Linked DNA regions of Sus scrofa: all the other regions are linked to region 1. A link is a contact called in public HiChIP or PLAC-seq and promoter capture Hi-C data. All regions are on one chromosome and are shown on one strand. Each heading gives the region's core, a stretch centred on a gene start, on an enhancer-like site or on the middle of the called end of the contact. The rest is flanking DNA. Distances are from core to core; before and after follow the strand shown. Region 1 holds the start of CNIH4 (protein cornichon homolog 4). Region 2 holds the start of KMO (kynurenine 3-monooxygenase). Region 3 holds the start of LOC100627222 (zinc finger protein 705A).

What was found. Promoter capture Hi-C pulls out the DNA fragments that hold promoters and counts their contacts. HiChIP or PLAC-seq counts read pairs in DNA pulled down with a chosen protein or histone mark.
Region 2: an H3K27ac HiChIP or PLAC-seq map of alveolar macrophages shows a contact between it and region 1. The contact joins the promoter of KMO here to the promoter of CNIH4 in region 1. A contact is called at or near these places in 1 of 47 Hi-C or Micro-C datasets (heart right ventricle) and 1 of 2 datasets of contacts at active chromatin or transcription factors (alveolar macrophages).
Region 3: a promoter capture Hi-C map of fetal liver shows a contact between it and region 1, with 2.3 times the contacts expected there. The contact joins the promoter of LOC100627222 here to the promoter of CNIH4 in region 1. A contact is called at or near these places in 2 of 5 promoter capture datasets (fetal liver and liver), 1 of 47 Hi-C or Micro-C datasets (skeletal muscle) and 1 of 2 datasets of contacts at active chromatin or transcription factors (alveolar macrophages).

Annotation. Positions count from the first base shown.
Region 1 is chr10:12,687,138-12,690,878 of Sscrofa11.1, reverse strand. It overlaps CNIH4 (protein cornichon homolog 4), which reads right to left and starts at 2,046. Exons shown (of 5, transcript XM_021064385.1): 1 at 1,858-2,046. The coding sequence starts at 1,926.
Region 2 is chr10:12,440,924-12,444,664 of Sscrofa11.1, reverse strand. KMO (kynurenine 3-monooxygenase) reads right to left here and starts at 1,788. Exons shown (of 15, transcript NM_214076.1): 1 at 1,710-1,788. The coding sequence starts at 1,784. The region is part of intron 1 of LOC110255638 (a long non-coding RNA gene); the gene reads left to right.
Region 3 is chr10:12,527,346-12,531,086 of Sscrofa11.1, reverse strand. LOC100627222 (zinc finger protein 705A) reads left to right here and starts at 2,058. Exons shown (of 8, transcript XM_013978242.2): 1 at 2,058-2,142. It also overlaps a transcript of DEGS1 not described here.

The DNA.
Region 1 (3,741 bases), core at 797-3,296:
AGGAAGAAGGCAGAGCAGTATTTACTAAACATCAGTCATGGGGCAGGTTTTGGGCTGCTAGGTGCTTAACACGCTCTCATTGTGCACACATACATCTGAGAAGTAAACATTCCTCCCATTTTATTTTTTTGTTACGCCCATGGCATGCAGAAGTTCCCAGGCCAGGACTGAACCTGCACCACAGCAGTGACCCAAGCCACAGCAGTGACAACAGTGGATTCTAACCCAAACAGCTACCAAAGACTCCTCTCCCCATTTTAAAGATAAGAAAACTGAGGCTTAGGAGTTCCCATTGTGGCTCAGTGGAAACAAATCCAACTAGTATCCATGAGGATTTGGGTTGGATCCCTGGCCTCACTCAGTAGGTTAAGGATCCAGCATTGCCGTGAGCTGTGGTATAGGCTGCAGATTCAGCTCAGATCTTGCATTGCTGAGGCTGTGGTGTACACCTGCAGCTACAGCTCCCATCAGACTCCTAGCCTGGGAACCTGAGGGTTCAGCCCTAAAAAGTTAAAAAAAAAAAAGAAAGAAAGAAAGAAACTGCGGCTTAAAAAAACAGACAAAAATAAAGAGAAAACTGAGGCTTAGAGAGGTGAAGTATTGTGCATAGCAAATAACTAAGGAGCCCCGATTCCGAATTCTGTCCTTCCCACTTGGACAGGTTGCCTATCCATAACAAAGCATGAAGCCACACTGAAAACATACTCTGTACCATCAACCTAAAGCCAAAATGCTCTGGCAAACAAAAAGTTTAATTCTGTCAGAAAGGGTCCCTTGCAATTTACAAGGGAAAAAAATTAAAAGCAGATTATCTCATTTTTTTTTTCTAGCTTACACTTGGATTGTGCATTATATCACTGGGCGACAACGAAGCCTAGATGCTCCCTCAAGAATAGGGAAGAGTTTAGTCTCCACATCTTCCAGAGTGCTAACTTCAACGACTATTTACTGCCCTGGAAAATACAGTCTGAATACTGTAGCGTGAACAGCTATACAAAATACGGAAGTTTCAAACATGTACCGATACGGAAAAGAATAAAAGTTGAGAAATGACTGAGAACTAAATCTCGCGTATAGTTACTCAATTCACAGATGTGCAACCGACAGGGGTATCCAAAAAAATCACCTGCAGGTGGTTCTTACAACAAGCCCTTCCCAACAACTGCCTACGAAACGGCGTCGTGAAGAAAACATTTTCACTCGTTTTTGAAATGAATGAGTCAACTCCTGGACGTGAAAGGCCCCTACAAGTTTCAATACCCGAGAGAACAAAGGGGCGGACAGCGCGGGGTGTCGCCCCGAGAATGACAAGAGGCGGCAAATAGCCTCCACCGGGCTCAGCGCGAGACTGTTCACGAGCGACCGCCCCGGGATGTAGGTCGTGGGCCGCCGCTCTCGGGACCCCGGGAATCCCTCGAAGGGCCTGGCCCAGGGGAACTGCAAGAAAATCCGCGACCCTTTTAACTCTCGAGCGCCAAAAAAGGAGGAAAACCGCGACCCCTCTCCCCTGAGAGCAGCAAACCCAGGCCAAGTGCCAGGCCCCCAGGCTGGGCACAGCGCGTCCCGGCGTCTTGGGGACGAGCAGAGGCGGGCAGGCCAGGCCGGGCGCTTCAAGAGGAAGGCCTGCTCAGACCCCCGGGGGAGGGGCGGCCAGCGGCCCAAGCACAGCAGCCGAGGCCCTCCTCCCGCCCAGGCTCACCACATCGGTCACCGCGGGCCGAGCCAGCGCCGGGGGTACCGCGCGGCCGCCTCTTGCACTACCACGCACCTGCCCTGTCCCCCATCCGGACCCAACCCCAGCCCGCCCCTTGGGCGGAGGGCCCTATGCCGGCCTCCGCCTGCCTTAGGCAAGGATACGAAGTACACCGAGAGGAAGATGAGCGCGCAACAGTCGAGGAGCGAGAAAACGAACACCACCGCCTCCATCCTCCTCCTCCTTCTCGGCCGCCGCCGTTGCCGCGCCTCTCCTTCCGTCAAACCCGCTCTGGGGCCCAGAAGCAGCCGGGCCTCGCCCCGCCCCGCCCCTGATAGGCCCTTGCTCCGGCCTGTCGGGGCGAGTAGTTCACCTCCCCGGGGTGCGGCATGCCGGGAGTTGTAGTCCTTTAAAAAAAACTACAGCCATAATTCTGATGCATGCTGGGAAATGTAGTTCTGAAGTTTGAATACCTATCAAAGAAGTGGGTGGGCTTTCTATCCTAAATCTGATTAAGGAGTATTTTCTGAACGCTTGTAATCTTCTGGATGCCCCGTATAATTTCTCTGGTATGCGCTAAGTTTTCTTTTTGTCTTTTTAGGGCTGCACCCACAGAGTATGGAAGTTCCCTGGCTAGGGGTCAATTGGAGTGCTGCTGTGGCCTACACCACAGTCACAGCGAGGCCAGATCCAAGCTCAGTCTGGGACTTACACTGCAGCTCTCGAAACGCAGGATCCTTAACCCACTGAGCCAGGCAGGGATGGAACCAGCATGCTCAGGATACCAGTCGGGTTGGTTTCTGCTGAGCCGCAACAGGAACTCCCTAAATTTTCTTTAGACTACACTCTAGACCTGGGGGATCCCCTGACTTGGGAATGGTAAGAGGTTTTTTTAATCTCAAATTTCACATCTAACTTCAACACTCTTGGCTTGGCAGTTGAGACTTGTCCTTTCTGATCCAGTTTCTCTGGAGATTTCACAATCTCTTGCTTATTCTCTGTTACGACAATGTTTCCACTCTAGAATTTAGCTTCTTTAAAAACTGAATGTGTTGTCATCTATTCACTTAACACTTATTTACCGACTCCACCCCTATTATAGTCCAAGAACTGCTCTAAACTCCAGAGATACAGAGATGAGTAAGGCAGAGAAAATGCTGCTCTTATCCGGTGGGTAGGTGGGAGGATTAGGTAATAAATTAGCAACTAAATATGGAGAAAAGATCATTTCACAGGGTTATAAGCTCTATGAACAATATATCAAAGTCATATATTTATTCAACCAGTATTTTCTGAGCAGCTAGTATATGCCAGGTACTGGAACTTAGAGATAAAGAATGAGTAAAAAAGAAAAAAAAAATCCCTACATTCCTGTAGTTATTTTACAGTGGGGGAGACAGACACATACACACATGCGATCATACATACATCCATCCATAAATATCTGTGACAGGCAGTTATAGTATTTGAAGATGGGGAAGTCTTCTCAGATTGGAGACTGACTGATCAGAGAAGGCCAAGCTGAGGAACTGACATTTAAGTTGAAATCTGAACAATAGCTATGTAAGAGTTTGTGGGCAGAGTGTTTCAGACAGTACAAAGATCCCAGCTGCTCACAGGAACTTTGTGTGTTGAAGGAACAGAAAAAAAGTCAATGTGGCTGAAGTACAATAAATAACAGTGAGTTTTGAGAGAATGTCAGAGGTGGGCAAGGAAAGGTTGCATGGGATCCCTGGCAAGGAGTTTAACTTTTATTCTAATATGATGATAAATTGCTGGGGAGCTTTAGGTATATAAGTACCTTGATCTGATTTCCATTTTAAAAATATCCTTCTGTTTGGTGCACAAAATGTTTCCAAGGGTGACAAGTTTGTCTGCAGGATGACCACTTAGGAGAGAAGAGGATAAATAGGGAGGATAAATTAGTGTGAATGCAAACCAACTGGGTTTGTCCAACACAGCATAGGTTCATGGGATCATAAAGGGTTCATAGGTTAAAGCTAGGTGGACTGCTACCAGATTAGAGACTGGCTGTCATTACACTCCCA
Region 2 (3,741 bases), core at 539-3,038, 250 kb after region 1:
AATAAAAATTTCATCCGGAAGGACTTTTCCCTATTCATATCCAACTTAATTAATATATAGTGTTTATCTACTAACTAGTTACAATAAACTTTAGAGTTAGGATTTTAATGAGGTTTGTAGAAGTTAGACATATATGATTCTTGATCAAAAGAAAACCAGCTGTGAGTTTTGTCCTTGATTTTAGAAGCTTCTAAGTGGTAGCTAATTAATTAAAGTTGATTTATATTTTCTTATACTGTCTTCCTGCCATAACGCTTAAAGATGTACATTAGTCTAAAAACAAGATTTGTAAATACCAGATTTTTGTGTCTGTAACCTCTTCAGCTTGTGGAAATTGGCTGGCCATAAAATGGTTTTTGCTGAGTCTCCTCTTTCCCACAAGATATGCTGCACCTGTTTGTCCTTGAATTGTACTCATTAAATTTTGTTAAAGATTTGAGAATGTAATGTATTGCTACTGCACCATGTGATCAAAAACAAAGCCTAATAGTTAACCAAAGTACTTTTAACACTATGATGTAATCTGTAATAAAAAACTGTCTATATAATCAACCACTTATGCTCCTAAAATTTGAGCAGTCCAGTGCCCTGAAAGAAGGGACAAAGAGGCTGTCTCCGTACTTACATTTGCCGATGCCATGTGCCTCTCCTATTGGGAAAAAGTGTACACTCCCTGGCCGCCGGAGCTGGCCTCCAACAAATAATCAAAGCAGGGCAAGTGCTTTGGTTAAAATGACTATTTACAATAACATCTGTTTTTAAAACATAGCCAGTTTGGGGATTAATCAAATTTATTTGTTTTATTTTCTATCTTTAAAAATGCTATACCCCCCAACCAAGGGAAAACAGACACCTTTGTATTTAGTGAAAATAAAATAGCTCTTCTAGAAAAAAGCAAACTGAACCAATACCACATATTTAAATATCAGAAAAGTTCCAGGAGTTCCTCTCGTGGTTCAGTGGTTAATGAATCCGACCAGGAACCATGAGGTTTCAGGTTTGATCCCCGGCATTGCCATGAGCTATGGAGTAGGTCACAGGCACAACTCGGATCCCGCGTGGCTGTGGCTCTGGCATAGGCCGGTGGCTACAGCTCCAATTAGACCCCTAGCCTGGGAACCTGCATATGCCGCAGTAGTGGCCTTAGAAAAGGCAAAAAGACAAAAAAAAAAAAAAATTCCAAAAGAGAATGAACAATCCTTACAAATGATTAATAACAATCATTAAGACAAGTGAAACAGTGAGGAAGATTAAGAGGTACAAACTTCCACTTACAAAATAAGTGAGTCACAGGATGAAATCTGCAGCATAGAGAATACAGTCAAGAATAATGGCCATGTGTATGGTCAAAAAATACAAATTTCAGTTATAATGTAAATAAACACCATCTACATGTAATCCACATGATAAATAAAATGAACACTGCTATATGTTACATATGAGAGTTGTTAAAAGAATCGATCCTGAGAGTTCTCATTACAAGAAAAAAATATTTTGTTCTTTATTTTTTATCTATACGAGATGAGGAATGCTCACTAAACTTACTGTGAACACGTAAGTCAAATATTATGTGGTACACATTACACTTTGACAATGCTCAATAAAACTGGAAGGAAAAAAATTAAATATGTTGATCTCTGATAAACAAAGAGTAGCGATAATTAAGAGGGTACCACTAACAAGAATAATATATCCAAATCGATTCTTACCAAGCCACCACCAATGACAGCTATGCTTGTCCTCTGAATGTCAGATGAATCCATCACCGCCGAGGTGTTTTTCATAATTGTTGCAGCACTTGCCAAGAAGACTGCCTCCTGCACACTGATTTCCCAGGTCTTTAATCTGCCCAAAGCCCTGCGCTTGTGAGCCAGCAGCAGTGTTTGAGCAGGGCTAATTTAATTTAACCCGTGAGTAGCCCAAAGGACAGTTAGCTCAGCTTTAGAGAAAAAAAAGGGCATTCACTGCAATGACCAAATCTTGAAAAATCCAGCCAAGTAAAACTCACTGTCTTATGTGTAAGACAGGAGTTTCTAAAGTACAGTTTTACAGCTTTTTTCTTCCTCTTCTATACCATGTACTCTTACTTTCATTTTCATCCTTGGCTAACCAGGACCTCATCTCATGACCCAGAGGATGCTATACTTCTTTTCACACTTGATCTGTTGATGATTCTCGTTATTAAGGCCATTTAGGAATTGCACCTCAACAGTCCTCACTGATTGCCTTTAACAGACTCACCACGGGAAAATATTCTCCTGAGCAAGATTTTGAATTGTATAACTGATAACACTTCCCTTTTTTGGGGGGGTGGGCACAAAATGCTGAAACATTAAAATCTAATCTGTGCCTTAACACTAGGGAAGATGGTTAATATTATGCTTCTTTTAAATTCATTCATGGCTTCATATTACCTCTCCACGTCTTTGTCTTCTTTCATTCCAATTTAAATATATATTTTTAATTTTTTGCACATATTTGTGAATCCAGGGTTTTCTTTTTTAATGGAACAGGATATGCAAAATAAAAGTGAGAACCTAAATGAAGGAGCTTCTTCACTTCCTGGTGAGAGTAGGGAGAAAGGTTTTCCCTGGTGAGGAAATAAAGTTAGGCTAGATGTCACTCAATAGTGCCCCCTTGTGAGTAAGTATGGTTAGAGCTGGTGGAAAACATGCTTATTAGGTGGTTTTTTTTTTTTTATTTTTTATTTTTTTGCTTTTTAGGGCCACACTCAGAGCATAACGAAGTTACCAGGCTAGGGGTTGAATCAGAGCTGCAGCTGCCAGCCTACACCACAGCCATGGTGACGCCAGGTCTCAGCCTCATTTTCAACTACACCACAGCTCACAGCAACACTGGATCCTTAACCCACTGACTGAGGCCAGGGATCAAAACTGCATCCTCATGGGTACCAGTCGGATTTGTTACTGCTGAGCCACAACGGGAACTCTCTCTTTGACTCTTTTTATTATAAATGAATTCATGCTGGTTTTTTTTTTTTTTTCACTTTGCTTCTATTTCTCAATATTATGCTTCTTAAGATCCATCTGTATTATTGCAGGGAGTTCTAGTTCACTCATTTCCATTGATCCACTCCTCTGCTGATGGACATTTCTATGTTTCCTTCTTCTTTTTCTTTTTTAGCTGCACCTGCAGAATATGGAGTTCCCAGGCCAAAGATCAGTTCCCAGCCGCAGTTGTGACCTAGGCCGCAGCTGCAGCAATGCTGGATCCTTTAAGCCACTGTGCCAGGCCAGGGATCAAGCCTTGGTCCTGCTGCTACAGAGATGCTGCCAAGCCCCTCTGCCACAGCGGGAACTCCTCCAGTTTTTTACTATTTTGAATAATGTTGCTGCTATGACCAACATTATGTAAACAACAAGGATCCACTGTATAGCACAAGGAATTACATTCAATATTCTCTGATATTTTAATATATTTATATATGTAAAATATATGTAACATTAAATATATATACACAATTATTGTTTATATACATAAATATGACATTCTTTTTCATTATTGTTGATTATGTAACTGAATTATATATATTATAACTGAACCACAGTACTGTATCCCACAAACTAACAATACATTGTAAATGAATTATACTTCAACTTAAAAAAAAGAGTTCCCGTCATGGCGCAGTGATTAACGAATCCGACTGGGACCCATGGGGTTGCGGGTTTGAACCTTGGCCTCGCTCAGTGTGTTAAGGATCCTGCGTTGCTGTGAGCTGTG
Region 3 (3,741 bases), core at 809-3,308, 160 kb after region 1:
CTTCCTAGGAGCAGAGAGAGGACATCCCCTAGGCCACCATGCATCTGCCCCCAGGTGACCCCACACATTAATGAGAAGGCCACCTGCCCCAGACATCCAGTCCCGCCAGCTCCTGCCTGGCCCTCGAGAGCGGCCTCCCTCTCAGAGGACCAGGATCCCTCCCTCCTCTGCCTGTCCGTCCCCAGAGTCAGGACACCTTCCTCCAGGAAGCTGGGGAAGCTCTGTATCTGCATCTAAATGTCAGTGCTTGGAGGTCTGGGGTCTGGAGCTGAGGTGGGCTTGTCTGGGTAGGAGTGCTCTACTCTGAGTGTGCTTATGTAGCCCCCCCAGAGGTCAGTGCTGTGGTCAGTTTAGCCAAATCCCCCTTACCCCGTGTTTCTATCCACTGACTGCCCCTACCCTGGCATCCTGCTCCTTGACTACAAATTTCCATTTCCAACCTGTATTCAGATCTCTCTCCCCCAGGACAAAACCCATTGCAGTCGTTCCTGTACCCATCGTGGAGTTAGCCGGCCCCCAAGAATAACATCTTCCCTACCGTGCACTGTTGAGGAAAATGCAATTAACTACCAAGTTAACGAGAAGACTTGGTGGAAATTTAATTAAGAAGAAAAAAAGGGAATTTTATTCAAGCAAAACTGAGGATTATAATCTGAGGAAACAGATTCTCAGAAACCTCTGAGGACTGTTCTGCCTGTTGGAGGTCAAAGGCACAGTCCATATACGTTTTTGAGACAAAAGATGGTACGTCAAAATGAGATAATGGAGTTCCCGTTGCAGCTCATCGGGTTAAGAACCCTAAGTAGTGTCCATGAGGATGCGATTCAATCCCTGGCCTCCTGTAGTGGGTTAAGGATCTGGCATTGCTGCAAACTGAGGTGTAGGTGGCAGATGGGGCTTGGATCCAGTGTTACCATGGCTGTGGTGTAGGTCTGCAGCTGCAGCTCTGACTCAATCCCAAGCCCAGGAACTTCCATATGCTGCAGGTGCAGCCATAAAAAGAAAAAAGAGAGAGAGAGAGAGAGATAATGATATTTACGAAGTTTCACCAAGGATACATAGTAAGTACAAAGCAAGTAGAAAGTCACCATGACCCCCTACAGAGCTGTGAAAGAACACTATTTTTTAAGAAGTTAGCAGTTAGCGATTTACCAGAAAGATCAATAAAAACTTAAAAAGCATTGGGGAAAAAAGTTACTGAACCTGATGATTCTGATTGCTAGCATCAGAAGAAGGAAAAAAAAAAAATCATTACAGAAAAAAATGCACAGGCACTCCCATCTTTGAGGAGCTCTGGCTAATGTGCTATGCAGATGCACACTGCACATGAAGTAGGGAGGAGGCCCAAACAGAATTTTATGTTTAATTTTTTCTTGTCCCACCTTAAAATATAAATTTTATTTCATCGGCTTAACAAGTGTCATTGAAGATTTTCTTTAACATTAGGACAGCTGTCAAAATATAGAAAAGGAAAACGTGAAAATACAATGTATTTAGAAATTTATGGGATGCCATCCACGCTTGTCCCCCTGAAGACCCAGATCCTGAGCCCTGGGCTGTGTCTTTGAACAGAAAGGTTCGAGGCAGGGTTTTTGCCTTTCACGTTTTTTCCATCACCAGCACAAGCAATTCCAGTCCTCGCTAAATCAAATAACCCACTCCAAGGGCAGCAACCACAGACGCTGTTCGGGCTCCCTCCAAGGCCCATCTGGTTCCACCAAGGTCCCCCTCCCCGAGCGGGACTAGAGTCTCCAGACGCGAGAAGGGATTTCGACCTCAACAATTTTCAAAATGTTAACAGGGAAACATCTCAGCATTTACAACCAAAGGCCTGGCAACTCCAAGTTCGTACCTTGAGTTGTCCGAAACACTTAACTCGCAGCGCGGAGGATGCGGACGGGGTCCCGCGACTTCCTCAGAATCCAAACGCCCCCAACCTGAGAGACTGGAGGTGTGTCGCGCGGAAGGAGGGGCCGACCTCGGGCGGCGGGGACGGGGCGGGGCAGGCCCGGGCCTTGCCCAGAATACCCGCCCCCTCCAGGCCCGCCCCACGCGCCCCGTGACCTCCTAAGGCCCCGCCCCGCTTTATGCGTAACTTCCTGCCGACCCGGAAGCGGTTTTCGGGAGTGGAGGTCCTCTCTGGTGAGTTTCAGATCCGCGGTCCATGGGCCCATCCCCACCCGCTCCTCCACACCCACGGTCTGGGGGTCCCTGCGGACGTCACAGATCCCGCTCTGGCCCCTCGCACCTGCGATCTCAGGGTCGCCCTGAGATCGGGATGTCGGGCGCTCCGCCGAAGGGTCTGAGTCCGCATCCACCGCCAGTCAAAATCGCCCCGAGGCCGACCCCGTCCGGGCCTTTCTGCCTTCCTTCTCTTCCCCGTCTCCCCGCGCCCCGACTCGCGACGTGGACTCTCGCCCTCCGCGCCCCGCATCGCCCCTCTCGGCCCCTCAGGGCAGCCCCGGAACGCCGCGCCCTCCCCTGTCCATCCTGGGCCTCCTTCGGCCGGGACCTGCCTCTCGCTCCCCTTCCCGGTCACCGCCTCAGAAAGGTCCTTGAGCCCTGGGCTGGAGGTGAGGTTTCAGTCCTGACAGTGACGCGCCGTGTGCTTCCGTCCCAAGCCCTCTCTGCTGGCGGTGCCAGGAGTGTGTTCACATTCCCGGTAGCTCACGGGAAAGTGTGCTCTTTGTTCCATCCCTGCGAATGTAGAGTGGGCAGGGACGTGGAGGAAGGGATAACGAGCGAGAGCCGGGGAGACCGCGAGTAAGGGAGCGTGAGGACTTGTAAAGTAGGAGGTCCTGCTTTGGTGCCGCTGGATCGGTGGCGTCTCAGCAAGTTAGGTAGAGGTGGGAGGAAGGTGGGTGCAATGGAATTGGAAGGACAGCGTACAGGTGCAAAGAAATTGACCTGGGCAAGATGCAGTAGGGTTCGTGAAAATAAACCAAAAGGAGACCAACAGGGAGATGGCAAAGGACAGACTGGATGAGGGGATTTTCACCAACAGAAGCAGTAGGGGAAAATAGAAAGGTAGATTCCAAAGTCATTAGATTTTTTTTTTTTAGTTTCCCAGTTACTTTCCTTTTTGGTTGTTGTCATTGTTGTTGTTGTAGGGCCGCACCCGGGCATATGGAGGTTCCCAGGGTCACATCGGAGCTGTAGCGGCTGGCCTACACCACAGCCACAGCAACCCCAGACCCCATCCGTGTCTGCGACCTACGCCACAGATCAAGGCAACATCCTTAACCCACTGAGCGAGGCCAGGGATTGAACCTGTGTCCTCATGGATTTGTTTGTCAGATTTGTTTCTGCTGAGCCACAATGGGAACTCTGTCCTTTTTAAATGTATCGTGTCAAATTCAGATCATGAGCCATCAGTGCTTATCCTGTCTATTGTATACTTAAAGTATTCTTTAGCACTTAGTAAATAAGTTTTACACTATTTCAATGTGCAGTTGGTGGGGACACTGATGATTTTTGTCTTAACAGTCAAAACCAGGTAGTTTAATCCGGTAGTCTAATATTCAACAGCATTCTTTCTTCTGTATGTAATTTTTTTTTGTGTTTTGACTGTACCCATGGCATGTGGAAGTTCTCGGGCCAGAGATGGAACCTGTGCCACAGCAGCAACCATAACCACAGCAGTGAAAACCTAGGATCCTTAATCTGCTGAGCCACTAGGGAACTACTGTATGTGATTTGAAAAAATTTACTGGGCTGTGAGCTAGTTTCTGAGTATATGAT